3 separate regions of the Rattus norvegicus genome follow, and all the other regions are linked to region 2. Evidence: chromatin contacts called from public Hi-C data. All regions are on one chromosome and are shown on one strand. Each heading gives the region's core, a stretch centred on a gene start, on an enhancer-like site or on the middle of the called end of the contact. The rest is flanking DNA. Distances are from core to core; before and after follow the strand shown.

Region 1 (4,821 bases), core at 1,188-3,687, 690 kb before region 2:
CCCAAGAGATTGCCCAAAGGTGTTCTGGGATCTTCAACCCAGTTGCAGAGGATATACAAGTCCTTTCAGGAGAGAAATGCTCCTTTTTCAAATTTAAAGACATCATTACCTAGTGTGATTATGGCGGATGTAGTCAACTCCTAACTCGGAGAATGGGGAGGGGGAGTTAAACTTCGATACTCCTCTTTGAACTGCACTTTTTGAGATACACCCCCCCCCAATAAGACTGGATCCATGCAAATAGATTTTGAAGAGAGTAGGAATCCTTGAGTTTTCCCTCCCTTTCTTTTTTTCCTCAGCTCTCTTTTCTTCTTATATCTTCCCATTTCCTTCTCCCTCCCCACCTTTCTCTAGTTATTCCTTTTCAGCAAAAAAAAAAAAGAAAAAAGAAAGAAAACTTAGATTTATGTCCATTTCAGCCACATACTCAGTAAGACTCAAACATGCTTGTGTGCATATCTGTGTGTGTACATGTCTGTGTGTGTGCATGTCTGTGTGTGTGTGTGTGTGTGTGTATGTGTGTGTGTATGGGAGGTGCCTGTGCTTGTGTGCATGCATATGCATATTTCTGTATACATATGTGTGCATGTGCTTGTGAGTGTACGTGTGTGTGCGTGTGTGTATGTTTTTAAGGAAGAAAACTAATTTGAACAGGGATGTTAGGGGGACCTGAGAGGCTTTGGATGACAAGAAGGGGTAGATAGAATGAAAATGCATAACTCACATATGAAATTCTCAATTAAACAGCGATTTTTTTAAAAGGAAGGGAACCTGGGTTAGGGAGACGAGATGGTTTAGTTGGTAAAGTACTTGTCTTTTAAGCAAGAAGATTCAAGTTCCATTTCTCAGAAAAAAAAATTTTTTTACACAACTAGGTGTGGTGGTAAGCTACAGTTATACCAGTGCTTGGGGGGAAGGGGCAGAGATGTGTGGATCCCTGGGGAATGCTGACTAGACAGCCTGATCTCTGTGGAGAGTGTCTGACCAGGGAGAGATCCAGTTTCATAAAGAATGTAGAGAGTGTCTGAGGAACATCAGCCAAAGAGATGCCTTCTAGCTGTCACACACACACACACACACACACACACACACTCACATACACATACATTCACACACACTCACATACTCATACATTCACACACATACAAACATACACACACATACCAACATGCATACACACACGCACACACAAACACACATATACACACACTCACAGCACACACACACTCATATACAGACTCACACACATACACACATATACACACATATACACACATACACACATATAGACACTCACACACACATACACACATATACATACACACATATATACACACTCACACATATACACACACATACACTCATATACACACTCACACACATGCATACACACACTCACACACATATACACACTCACACACATATACACACACTCACACACACATACATACACATACATAAACACACACACACCACATAGACACACATACACACATATACAGGCTCACACACACATATACACATATATACACACTCACACACATATACACACTCACACACATACACACACTCACACACACATACACACTCACACATGCACACACAGACACACACAAACAAACACACGTCAATATGCATATACACACCCAAAAAAGAAATCAAAGAAAAACTTTCCTGCTCCCAGCTTGTCAGCTCAGGTCCCTCCTGATGAGTAGAATATCTAATTGTTGAGCTTACTTTGTATCCTAAACTGATTTGAGACCCAACTGCCTGCCCCTCACCTTCCCAAGCCAGTCAGTTGAGTTGAGGTCGCTTGCCTATAAATGGGACAAAGTATATTTTACCACAGGGGTATCTTTGCGTCAGCATCCATATACGGCAAAGCCACAGAGGCCGGTTGCTCAGAGTTGGCACCGAGGTGGTCCTTTCACATGGCCCCGAAGTCTTTATTTGATGGTTTTCCAATTAAATGCTACTACGTATACTTCAGGGCATATATAACGAATCCTCAGATGAATTGCAAACTATTTTTCAGTAGCAGCTGGGGTAGGTAAAACACTGACAGAAAAACCCCAAGCAGCTGTGTCCGAGTTGTCTAAACTCAAATAAAATACTTTCTGGTTGGAATCCGACGTTCTGATAGGCTCTCGTGGTAACGGTGTGGTCTTCCTTTGAGCTCTCTGGCCAGGGCTCCTGTCTCAGCTCTGTCCACCTGCTCCAGTAGGAAGACTTTGATCACAGGTTACCTTTCATGTAAAAGGCATGTTTAGAGGTAGCTAGGATGATCCTAGAAGAGAAAACAGGGAAGAATATTTTATAATATAAAGTTAAGGCACACACGTTCGGCAGATGCACTAGAGGTCATGTTCCTGCTTACATCATCCTTAAAGGCTCAATCCAATTGGACAAATCCTTCACTCAGTTCTTACTGTAGGAGAGCTCCTGATCCCAGCTGTGACAGGATGCCCATATGAGTAGGATCCTGGTTCCTAAGCAGAGAAAGACACGAGGCAACAGAAGAGAGAAAATAGAGACTATATAGAGACAGGGACTATATAGGATACACACGTTGATGGGAATAACACGTTCAGAGTCACAAGTCTTAACCCTTAGTTCTTGAGAAAAGTTATTTCCATGACCCCTTGAAACTTTGCCTATTCTGCTTTGGGCAAAGTCAACATTGGTCTTAATTTCCGAGATAGACTTTCATTGTTTAAATGAGTCCTTAAATTCCATTCTCTCGGCTTCAGTGAGTCACTCAGGAATGCCAGTAAGACCTAAACCACGCTGATAAGAGCACTGAGCACAGAATGCAACCAGAGTTGATTCCAAAATCAAGAGGCCTAGAGTTTGTGTACTGTGAGTTCGAAGAGCAGCACTTTTCCAAAGCGATCAGTGGTTAAGAGTGAAAGTGATTTCATGAAACCCAGGAGAAAGGTCCAAGGCTGAAGAAGCCTCTTCCTGGGGACAGACCTGGATGTCTGTGTCCCCGGGGAAGTATGTCCATCCAGGCACATGCTCCTTGTATCCCAGCAGGGATTGAATGCTACATCTTAGCGATGTACTATGGTAGGTAAAGCAGGAAGCCACCCTTGAAGTCCTGGAATTAAAGTAAAGCATACACTGTCACATCTCTCTGCTTCTCATGAACAGCTCAAAGCTCTAGGACCACAACAGAGCCAAAGGTGCAAATTATAAAGATATCGAGCCTCTGATAGACACTCTGACTTCAGATTGGCCCTTGAAGGCGAATCAGAGTTCCCTGGCACTCAGCAGAGTGGATACCGTGACTTATCAAAGTGAGTATGTTAGCCTACTGGACACAGGGAGGAGCTGGCAATTCAGGGGAAGGCGCAAGGGTGGCTTGATGGTTGGCCAGCGATTTGTAGGGGGAAGAGAGAGCAACATCAACAACAACAAGGTAATGTTAGTCGAGATGCCCTGATGTATACAATATCCAAACCTCTGAGCAAAATAAACAGAGGAACCGTGAACAAACGATCTCTGGGGTGAAACCATTCCAGGCCAAATAAACACCTACAAGAATTAATTTACAGAAAACCGGGCATGCTCAACACGTCTCTGATGTATGTCGTGAACATAGCCATTTGGCATCGTAGCAATAAACTCTGAAAGTCCCAAAAGGGGCCATCACAGATAAACACGGAGAAATTGGCAGATTTGAGAGCCAGGATTTGGGTTTTGTACTCCCTGACGCCTGGAGCCACCTGAGTATCAGACTATTTCGATTCCAGCCCCACTAACTTAAGTAGAGACACTTACAACTTGCCTTTGCTCCAGACCTGCTATCACAGACCTGCCCGCTCTCTACTGCCAGGCACACTCATGACAGTTCACACCCGCCTTTCTTCCTGGCTACCACCATCTTGAAAGTCCTAACAGGTTTTCAACGAGACCCCAACATTTTTTACTTTATATTCTAACTCTAAAAGTGAAAACATCAGTGCCTCGTTAAAGGAAGAAAAGTGTTACTGTGGACTGGAGAGAAGTCTCAGTGGATAAAATGCATGTTGTGTAAGCATAAGGACTTGAGTCTGGGTTTTGAACCTCCTTGATATCCATGTCAAAACCTGGTCATGGTGGCACTCACCTGTGACCTCTGTACGGAGGGGACTGATAGTTCCTGGGAGTTCCCTAGCCAGTCAACCTAACCAATCAACGAGCTCAAAGTTTAGGATGAGACTCCGACTCAAAAGGCAAACAAACAAACAAACAAAAAACCCAAAAACAAGAACAAGAACAAAAAAACAAAGATTGACTGAGGAAAACTCTCGATGTGGTGCACCTCTGCTCCCACGTGTAGCTGTGGGTAGTTGCGACGGCGCATGCGCGCACCATACAGCCAAGAAAAGACAAGGGATATGACGACATGCAAGGGAGAAAGGAAAACGTTTTAATGCACCTTGACACGAGAACAATCACCATCATCAAAACGAGTGATATCTGTCTACGGTAAGGACAGATAACTTTTTTAACGAACACAGAAAGTCACAGGGGTAGTGGCAAGTTGTATACATCTGCCAAGCTGTCATGCATACAGTTAGTGTAGTTGCAAGGGGGACAAGATAAATGAAGAAATCAGGCTAGTTCTGGATTCGAGGATATTAAACGCCCTAAACATCCTGAGAAACAACTACTAATTTCTCTGTCTACGATGTTTCTTCTCTATCACACTATTCTGTTTTTATATTGATTACATATTTACATTAAATGTTTATATATCCATGGACATTTTGTGCATTTATCATTTTTTTAAAAAAAGCCCATAAGAACAGCAGAATGACCATTTCCCGGTTATTG
Region 2 (4,377 bases), core at 395-2,894:
ATAACAAATGTCCACTTCGGAAGAAAACGAAGGGGAACGAGCTTTTCAAAAGCACCCCGAAGAAAAAATTCGTTTATATCTAAGTGTCCACACTTAGCAAATTGGAGGGTAGGAACCTGTCTTCGCTAGAACACAGGCCGGTTCACTTTATCAATAATTTAATAAGTCCAAAGCGAAGTTTTGCAAGAATCAGAAAGGGGTGCTTAAATGAATTTGTTTATCTTTTTTTTTTTACACCGTTGTGAGTTTGTTTGTGGTTCCGAGGGCATGTCGCCCGATGGCAACTAAGATTTTTTTATTCGTTCCAGAAAAGATAATTCCTCCCTTATCCAACTTTGCTCTAAGAGTTTGAATAAACACGGATCTTCGGCTCCAAGCACTCTTAAAGTACAACGGACACCTACGTGGCCTCCCCCAGAACGCCCACCTGTGTGCAGGTCTAAAAGGACGCGACTAAAGTTCAGACGCCTAGCGCTTCGCCTTCCCAGGTTATCTGGTAAAGGAAGGCCCAAGCGAGGGAGTCACAAGGCTCCGCCAAAGTGGCCCGTTTTGTCTGGAGTCTCCAGTCCAAGTCAAGGGCCTTCTCGGCCTCACCGTCCTGCGCTGCCACCTTTGCAAACTTCACTCTCAACACCGGAGCAGTTTTTGCAAACTCCAGTAGCGAACCTGATGGTGTTTGTGACTCAGCCAGGAGGCTAGAAACAAAACTCTAAAGTAATAATCCTGACTCCAAGGGGCGTCAGAGTGCTGGAGGGGCCGGGGAAGGACTTGTCAGTTCAAGGTCGGCGTGGCCCAAGGGACCGGCCGCTAGAGCCCGGGACTGCGCGGTCCCCGCCGCCAGCTTTCGCCGGTGCTTGGCTTTGGTTTTCATTGATTCCCACTGCGAGAGCGCAGCAGAATCTCCAGCCACCACCACACCGGCCTCGGTGAACCAGAGCGCGTTAATCTATTTATATGGATTATTACAGAGAACAGCGGGCGTTGAGTCACCCAAACATTTGCTTCCAAAAGACAATTTCTAAGCACTTTTTGGGAAGCCGGCAGACTCCAGGCGCAGAAGCTGAGCTCCGCTTTGACGAGCAGCTGTTGCAATTTCCATTGCTGTAAACGCCAGCAAAGTCCCGGGTACCACGGAGACAGCATCGAAAAAGTAGTGGACTGTGGTGGGGGGGGGGGCGGGAGGGATAGTGGGAGGGGGGTCCTAGTCTAGACATGCGCGCGTACACACACACACACACACACACACACACACACACACACACACACACACAAGGAGACCGTTCCAAAACTGTGACATTCGGAGAGTAGAGAGCAAACTTACACACTCGGACGTCCCGGGTCCCCCGCCTGCCCCGCGCCCCCCCCCCCAAGTCCCCTCACCCCACCATCCCCATCCACCCTCCGGCTGAGCTTCCCTCCCCTCTCCTCCCCTCGAGTCTCGTCACCCAACCCGGAGCCACAATCCTCCCCCCACCCTTTCAAAATCCGGTCCAATCAGCGACTTGCCAACCCTGATGACTGCCGAGCCGTGATTGGTCCGAGGTCTCTAAGGTGAAGGGGGAGTATTTATTAAAGAGACTCTGGGCTGGGAGCCGGAGAGCTGAGAGCGTTGCTCGGAACTGTCTGGAAACTTCAGTGGGAGCGACAACTTTACCAGTTTCGGTCCAGGAACTTTTCTTTGCAAAAGAGACGGGGTGCAAGTAGCCCTGGTTTCGTTCTCTGTTTTCCCTCCCTCCTCCTCCGCTCCGATTCGCCTTCCCCGGGTTTGGAGCGGGCAACTGAGCACTGGCCACCCAGCGCCTCTGCTAAGTGCTCGCCGCCGCAGCCGGGTGACGCGCCAACCTCCCCGGGAGCCGTTCGCTCGGCGTCCGCGTCCGGGCAGCTGAGGGAAGAGGAGCCCCAGCAGCCGCGGCTTCTCTCCTTTCCCGGCCACCCGCCCCCTGCCCCGGGCTCGCGTATGAATCTCCTGGACCCCTTCATGAAGATGACCGACGAGCAGGAGAAGGGCTTGTCTGGCGCCCCCAGCCCCACCATGTCGGAGGACTCGGCTGGTTCGCCCTGCCCCTCGGGCTCAGGCTCCGACACGGAGAACACACGGCCCCAGGAGAACACGTTCCCCAAGGGCGAGCCGGATCTGAAGAAGGAGAGCGAGGAAGATAAATTCCCAGTGTGCATCCGCGAGGCGGTCAGCCAGGTGCTGAAGGGCTACGACTGGACCCTGGTGCCCATGCCGGTGCGCGTCAACGGCTCCAGCAAGAACAAGCCACACGTCAAGCGGCCCATGAACGCCTTCATGGTGTGGGCGCAGGCTGCGCGCAGGAAGCTGGCAGACCAGTACCCGCATCTGCACAACGCGGAGCTCAGCAAGACTCTGGGCAAGCTCTGGAGGTGAGCGCGCGGGCTGCCACGGAGGGCTCAGTGGCTACCCGGGACGCGGGCTGCACTTACCGACCCCGCCCCGCCTCCCTGAGTTGTGCATCCTGGGGTCTTCGGTCCAGGATGCAGGGCGGGGAGGGCGGGGAGGGCAGGGAGGGCTGGGGGGGGGGGGACGCAGCTCAAAGTTTGAGAAAGTTCTTGGGATTGCTCTTAGCGATGGCGGGGAGTTGGGGGGTGCGCGGTGGAGAGTGGCGTGAATGTAGGAATGTAGTGGGGAGTGAGGGGGTGTGCCACCCCGGTCCTCCTTGAAAGGAACAATTAGAGGAAGCAAGCCCACCTCCCCCCCCCCCCCGGCCAACTGCGCTCTTTCCTGGGAAGACCGAGTGAAGGGAAAGTGTAACTGAGACCGGAGTAGACCCAGGCAAGAATTGGGGAAAGCTACTGAGAACTGGTAGGGGCGTGGATCGACAGAGCGAGCTTCTTGCAATTTAAGTGGGTTTTCGGAAAGTTTTTACTGCGTGTTGGGAGGGGTGGACCGCTCCGGTAGCAAAGGCGTTTAGAGCAGCCTCAGCAGGGAGCTATTTTCGTCTACTGGGCTTCCAAAATAGGAGGCCCGGGAGGGGGCGGGGCGGGGCGAGGAGTGACCGCTCAGGTCGACTCCGAATACTTTTTTAAAAAAAGAAAGAAAAAGAAAGAAAAAAAAGTTCTGAGTCTCCGAGGAGGATGGAAAGCAGACAGAAGGGAGGAGGGGTATTGCGCGAAGGAGGGGTGGGGACCTGACAGCTCCCAGGGTTTCATTGACCCCCCCTCCCTCTTTACTTCTGCCCCCCCAGACTGCTGAACGAGAGCGAGAAGAGACCCTTCGTGGAGGAGGCGGAGCGGCTGCGCGTGCAGCACAAGAAAGACCACCCCGATTACAAGTACCAGCCCCGGCGGAGGAAGTCGGTGAAGAATGGGCAAGCAGAGGCCGAAGAGGCCACCGAACAGACTCACATCTCTCCTAACGCCATCTTCAAGGCGCTGCAAGCGGACTCCCCGCACTCCTCCTCGGGCATGAGTGAGGTGCACTCCCCGGGCGAGCACTCCGGTGAGCAAGACGCGAGTGATCCCCCAGGCCTGGCCACTCCGGGCTCCTCCTTAGCCCCCCCCCCCCAACCCCGAGAAATATCTGGGTAGGAATCTTGAGCTCCATGAAGTAAGGAAACACTATTCCCTGTATTCCCTGTCCTGGGCCCTCAGAAACAGGCAGGCAGGCGCGCGTACACGGGCGCGCGCGGGGGCGAGCGCACGCGGGGGCGAGCGCACGCGCGCGCGCGCGCACACACACACACACACACACACACACACACACACACACACACACACACACACCTACCTCAAACCATGAATCCTGAGCTGGATTCTTTATTGCAAGGTAACATGTCTTAATTGCTTTACGAAACTTACCCACTTTTCTCTTTGCGCCTCACCCCAAAAGCACACATTCTTCTACAGGTAGCAATTTAGTCTTCCGGACCCTTGGGACCTCAGACCCCTCCCCTGATAAAAGGAGCTTGCCTAGTGTGTACCTGCGGGTTAATCATTCGGCGACTTATCGCTAGTGCAGCTCGCCTCCAGCGCGGGAGCGGGTCCTAATAACACCTTGGCAACCAGGGAGGGTCCCTATGGGCTTCGAAGACCCGGGGCTTTGCATAGCGCTTGTTGATTTTTTTACCGTTTGTCTCTCTTTTATTGCCTGCAGGGCAATCTCAGGGTCCACCGACCCCACCCACCACTCCCAAAACAGACGTGCAAGCTGGGAAAGTTGATCTGAAACGAGAGGGGCGCCCTCTGGCAGAGGGTGGCAGACAGCCCCCCATCGACTTCCGCGACGTGGACATCGGTGAGCTGAGCAGCGACGTCATCTCCAACATCGAGACCTTCGACGTCAATGAGTTTGACCAATACCTGCCGCCCAACGGCCACCCAGGGGTGCCGGCCACCCACGGCCAGGTCTCCTAC
Region 3 (4,250 bases), core at 1,274-3,773, 600 kb before region 2:
ATCACATCGCAGGATGTTTTTAGGCATTGAGACATAAGTAAATTCCAAGGACAGTGCCAATTCTCTGGAAAGTTCTATCCTTACCTATCTTCTATCACTTAGTTTCTTCAATTCCCTTCAGGCCCATACTGGCTTGGCTCTGCCCTGATTCCTGATCTTGACAGTTTTGCAAAATCAAACCAATCTTTATGACCTTCTTGAATCATATCCATGTGTGACCAAACATGTCTCTTCTTCCTGTCAGCAGAGAACTGGCTTATGTAGAGAGGGGCATGTGACCCTTCTAATTATCTGCATAACCCAAATCTAAGTCCCTTTTGAAGGACCAAGTGCTCCCCCTGTGTTTTATGCCTTATCCTTGGACTTGGTTTATATTTTTGTTTGTTTGGCTGGTTTTTTTATTGCAAGAATACCTATATGATTTGCTGACAACATCCAATTTTAGATACCTGAGCCAAGGACAGCTGAAATTTGGCAACAGAGAAATCTCTCTTTACAAATGGAGGAGGTCAGCTTTGAATAGGTTCCATAGTTCCCTTTAATCCAGGCATATGTTCAGGTTGAACATCAATTAAGCTAAGCCTATAGACACCCTCCACTAAACAGCTACCATGAGTCTTTGTCTTCTTCGTGTCCTCGAGTCGCCACAGTACATGAAACCACTGTCTAGTTTCTGATGTTCCCATTATTCCAGAGAGGCAAAGAAAATATTGTCATAACGTTCAATTAATAAGAAATACCTGTGGCAGGGGAGAAGGCTCAGTTTGTGCCATTACCACAGCGTAAGCTTGAAGGCTCAAGATTGGATCCCTGGTTCGTTCACAGAGCCTTGAGTGGCTACAGGTACCTGTGCGCAGTTATGAGAGGTGGGGTTTGGAAGTCAGAGACAGGAAGATGGCTGGAGCTTGCTGGCCCGCCAGCCTAGCCAAAACATAATAAACTTCCAGAGTCAGAGACGGACTCTGCTTCAAGGGAATAGAGCAGAGATGAACAGAAGAAGGCACCCTACCTCCTGGTCTCTGTAGAGACCGACCTGCTTTCTTCCACCTTTACACCACTATGCGTAAACACACAGGAATGAAATAAAATGAATAAATTATAAATTCTCACATTTAAAAAAATGTGGTGTTAAAGGAAAAAAGAAAACGTTTCCTTACTTAAAGCTGAGGAAGGAGGAGTGAGCCTAATTTGACCAAAACTCCGTCAGTGATATTCCTCTTTCAGTCCCTCATTATTTTGATACTCAAATCCTAGAATGGCATTTAACTACGAAGAGTCCAGCACTGTAACACCGGGTCTGGGTGGCTGTCTTGGGACAGTTCTTGGTATTTATTTTGTTCTGCTGGCTCCCTCCCTGCTTTCTAATCAGACCTCAAATCCCCCCTCCAGAGAATAGAAAGGCAACTTGAAGAAAGACATCATCAATAAGACCTTCAAAAATGATACTACGTACGTTGGTTTATGCTGTTTCTTGCTGGCCATCCTTGTCCAAGTCTCTTCAACCCTGTATGGCTTTCCCCACATCTTGGGTGATAATTTTACTTCTGGTTTTGTTTTGTTTTGTTTTTCTCAATACTTCATCTGATGCCACAAATCCCCGACACAAGGTAAGCTCTGACTTCTTTCTATATTTTATTGCCACAAATTAACGATACTTTCACTAAATAATTCAACACATTAAGTGATTAATACTTATCTTTTACAACATTGCCAGGAGAGTTAAATTAAGTGCCATCTTGGAAGTGGTGGTTACTGTCATTGGAAAAGGTGTACATCACCTTTTAGAAAGCCCCAAGATTATTTTTTTCCTCTGCTATTTACTGACCAGTGACCCAGAGCATACTTCTTGTCTTTATGTTTTGGAAGAAATGGGAAGAAGAATAAAAGTAACTCTTAAGTGTATAATGGATGACTAGATAAGGTACTCATGTGATTTTTTTTCTGGACAAATTAACATACTCCCTGAGTGTAAATGTCAATGCTTCTCTGAAATTCCTTCTTTCTCTGAAGCTGCCTAAGTACTCCACTCTCAGTAATTAATCACAGCTTGTTGATTGACACTGCTGCAAGCATGGCTTTCTTTGCCCTTTCTGTCTCCCTGAACATCTTCTTATCTTCAAAAGGTAGCCTGGCTCTCTGTAGGTCAGATCCTTCACAGAGAAACAGGTGATGTTGGTTGGAGAGGTTGAATGCCTGAGACAGCACGTAGCATTCGGAAACAGAATGGGAGAGGCCACCGAAAGGATCCTACCAACCGGAGTAGAAACGCGTCACCACAAGGAGCTATTTTGGGATACCAGGGCCAGAGAAATAGTGTGCAGCCAAAAATGGATAGCATGCTGTCAGCTTCGCCTTTTAATAATAAAATAATTGAAGAGTTGATGCAGTTAGGGGCCTTTTAAGAGCTCTAATGGGATGCTTGCTTCCATGAGAAGAGGAAGGAGCTCTAGAGGAAGAATCACCCTGTGTCTTTTCTCTGGACTTTTTTCAGATCTTTCCTCTCTCCTTCCTGTTCTCCCGGGCAAGGTTTTTCTACAACATCCCCTAGAGGGCGCAGTGACTCTCTTCCTCTTGTGTTCCCGGTTAGAGACCCTGGGCAAATAGAAAGTGAATGTGTTCTAAGCAAACTAGGTTCAACTAGTCCCCCATGCAGCCGTTAACAAGCCAGACTCAAGCCCAGCTTGATAGCTTCAGTAACTGGCACAAAGTGCCTACTACGTGCATAACTTTTTCTGTTGGCACCATCTTTCAGTTTAGACACATTAATAAATTCCATCTCCAGGCTTCACTGTCCAAAGGATCACTCCCAGAATAGTAGGTCGACTGGAATTTTAACATGGACTCTGTGTTATCTCATTTAAAATCAATTTCATCTGTCTCCCTCCCTAGATCAAAGAGGGTTTAAAATGTATCCTACTTTCTCACGACAGCCTATTAATCTTAATGTAAATGGTTCAAAGTGTCTGTGGTAAGATTGCTCTGTATTTGCCATTCCTCATATGATGTTTAAAGTACATCGTTAAGGTAGGGTGTGGCCCTGTGTTTAGAACTTCTCAGGTCCAAACAGAAAGATTGTGAGTTCAAGGTAGCATGGCTATCTAACAAGACCCATTCTCAAAATAAAACAAACAGAATAACGTATCCTTTCAATACCGGCATTTATTCTTTACTGGTAGAATATCTCCATGTAATAAAAGTAATGCTGAGGAGTACCTGAGGTGTGTTTGGTTATTCCAAAACATTGAGAATATTAGTCTACCTCTCAGAAGATTGTCCTGAAAGCAGATGGGACCATTTACATAAAATACTTGGCACAAAGCTTGTCAAAGTCACATAGTAAACAATTGGTAAGTACTAGCTGTTTTAGCATAGCTTGTGGCATGACTCTAAAACTGTTTGACAAAGGATAGCTTTGTATCAGTGCATTACATAACCATTTTAATTGTTGTCACCTTTTGGAGGTCAGTACTGACTTAGTGCATATAATTCACATGTGAGGAATGACTAGAAAAATGGTTGAAATCATACAGACTTTTCGCTTAGTTTGACTGAATCAGTTAGTAACCTAGAGGCTGAGATATTGTATGTAGTTCCTTCCATTTTAGTAACACCAGAATAATAGGTTTGGTGAAGAAGATTTCACACCTTCCCTGAGTATTCACTTGGATTCTCTTTCCTTACACAGAATCAAGATCATCCCTTGATCTTGATTAACATAACAATATCCAAAGCATTCAAAAAAATTTACAGAAAGCCCTAAGTAACCAAGGCTGTCTTCAATTCACTCTGTCAAGGATGACCATGAACTTCTTATCTTCCAGCTTCCGTCTCCCACATGAAGGGATTACAGGTGTCTACAATGATGCCCAATTCTTAAAGAGCTGGGATAAATCCCAGGGCTTCCTGAATGCTAGGCAATCACCCTTCTAAGTGAGCTATACCCCCAACCACTCAAAACCTCTTATTTATCTCAATCATTCAATTAGGATCAAAGGTCATGGAAGTTGGGATTCCGGGGACAGCCTTAACGTTGGGTCTGCAAGCTTCTCCACTATCCTACTGTGGTGACAGGGATTGACACTGGGACTCAGGCCATTGACCTCTGCTACCTGGTATTTCCATGACTAAATATATCTTGGTCCATCTAGGCATACATGTCACCAACTAAGTTTATTTAAGGTTACTCATGTGTGCATGGGGTTGGGGTTGACCATGTAGGATCTGGAACGGTAAAAGGGGGCTCATCCCAG

What was found. A called contact is a pair of places that touch in the nucleus more often than the background predicts.
Region 1: a contact with region 2 is called in a Hi-C map of the A7r5 cell line, with 11 times the contacts expected there. The contact joins the enhancer-like site here to the promoter of Sox9 in region 2. A contact is called at or near these places in 2 of 12 Hi-C or Micro-C datasets (the A7r5 cell line and Schwann cells).
Region 3: a Hi-C map of the A7r5 cell line shows a contact between it and region 2, with 13 times the contacts expected there. The contact joins the enhancer-like site here to the promoter of Sox9 in region 2. A contact is called at or near these places in 9 of 12 Hi-C or Micro-C datasets (the A7r5 cell line, Schwann cells, hepatocytes and 5 more) and 1 of 1 datasets of contacts at active chromatin or transcription factors (oligodendrocytes).

What each region holds. Positions count from the first base shown.
Region 1 is chr10:97,608,759-97,613,579 of GRCr8, forward strand. No RefSeq gene overlaps it. Among named protein-coding and RNA genes, the nearest start is that of Sox9, 690 kb to the right of the region's middle. Within about 2 kb of position 2,438, at least 3 of the 93 cell types and tissues checked have an H3K27ac peak or open chromatin away from gene starts, as enhancers often do. A contact at or near this core is called in the A7r5 cell line, where this site is marked.
Region 2 is chr10:98,304,100-98,308,476 of GRCr8, forward strand. It overlaps Sox9 (SRY-box transcription factor 9), which reads left to right and starts at 1,645. Exons shown (of 3, transcript NM_080403.2): 1 at 1,645-2,388; 2 at 3,210-3,463; 3 at 4,118-4,377. The coding sequence starts at 1,958.
Region 3 is chr10:97,703,033-97,707,282 of GRCr8, forward strand. No RefSeq gene overlaps it. Among named protein-coding and RNA genes, the nearest start is that of Sox9, 600 kb to the right of the region's middle. Within about 2 kb of position 2,524, at least 1 of the 93 cell types and tissues checked has an H3K27ac peak or open chromatin away from gene starts, as enhancers often do. A contact at or near this core is called in the A7r5 cell line, where this site is marked.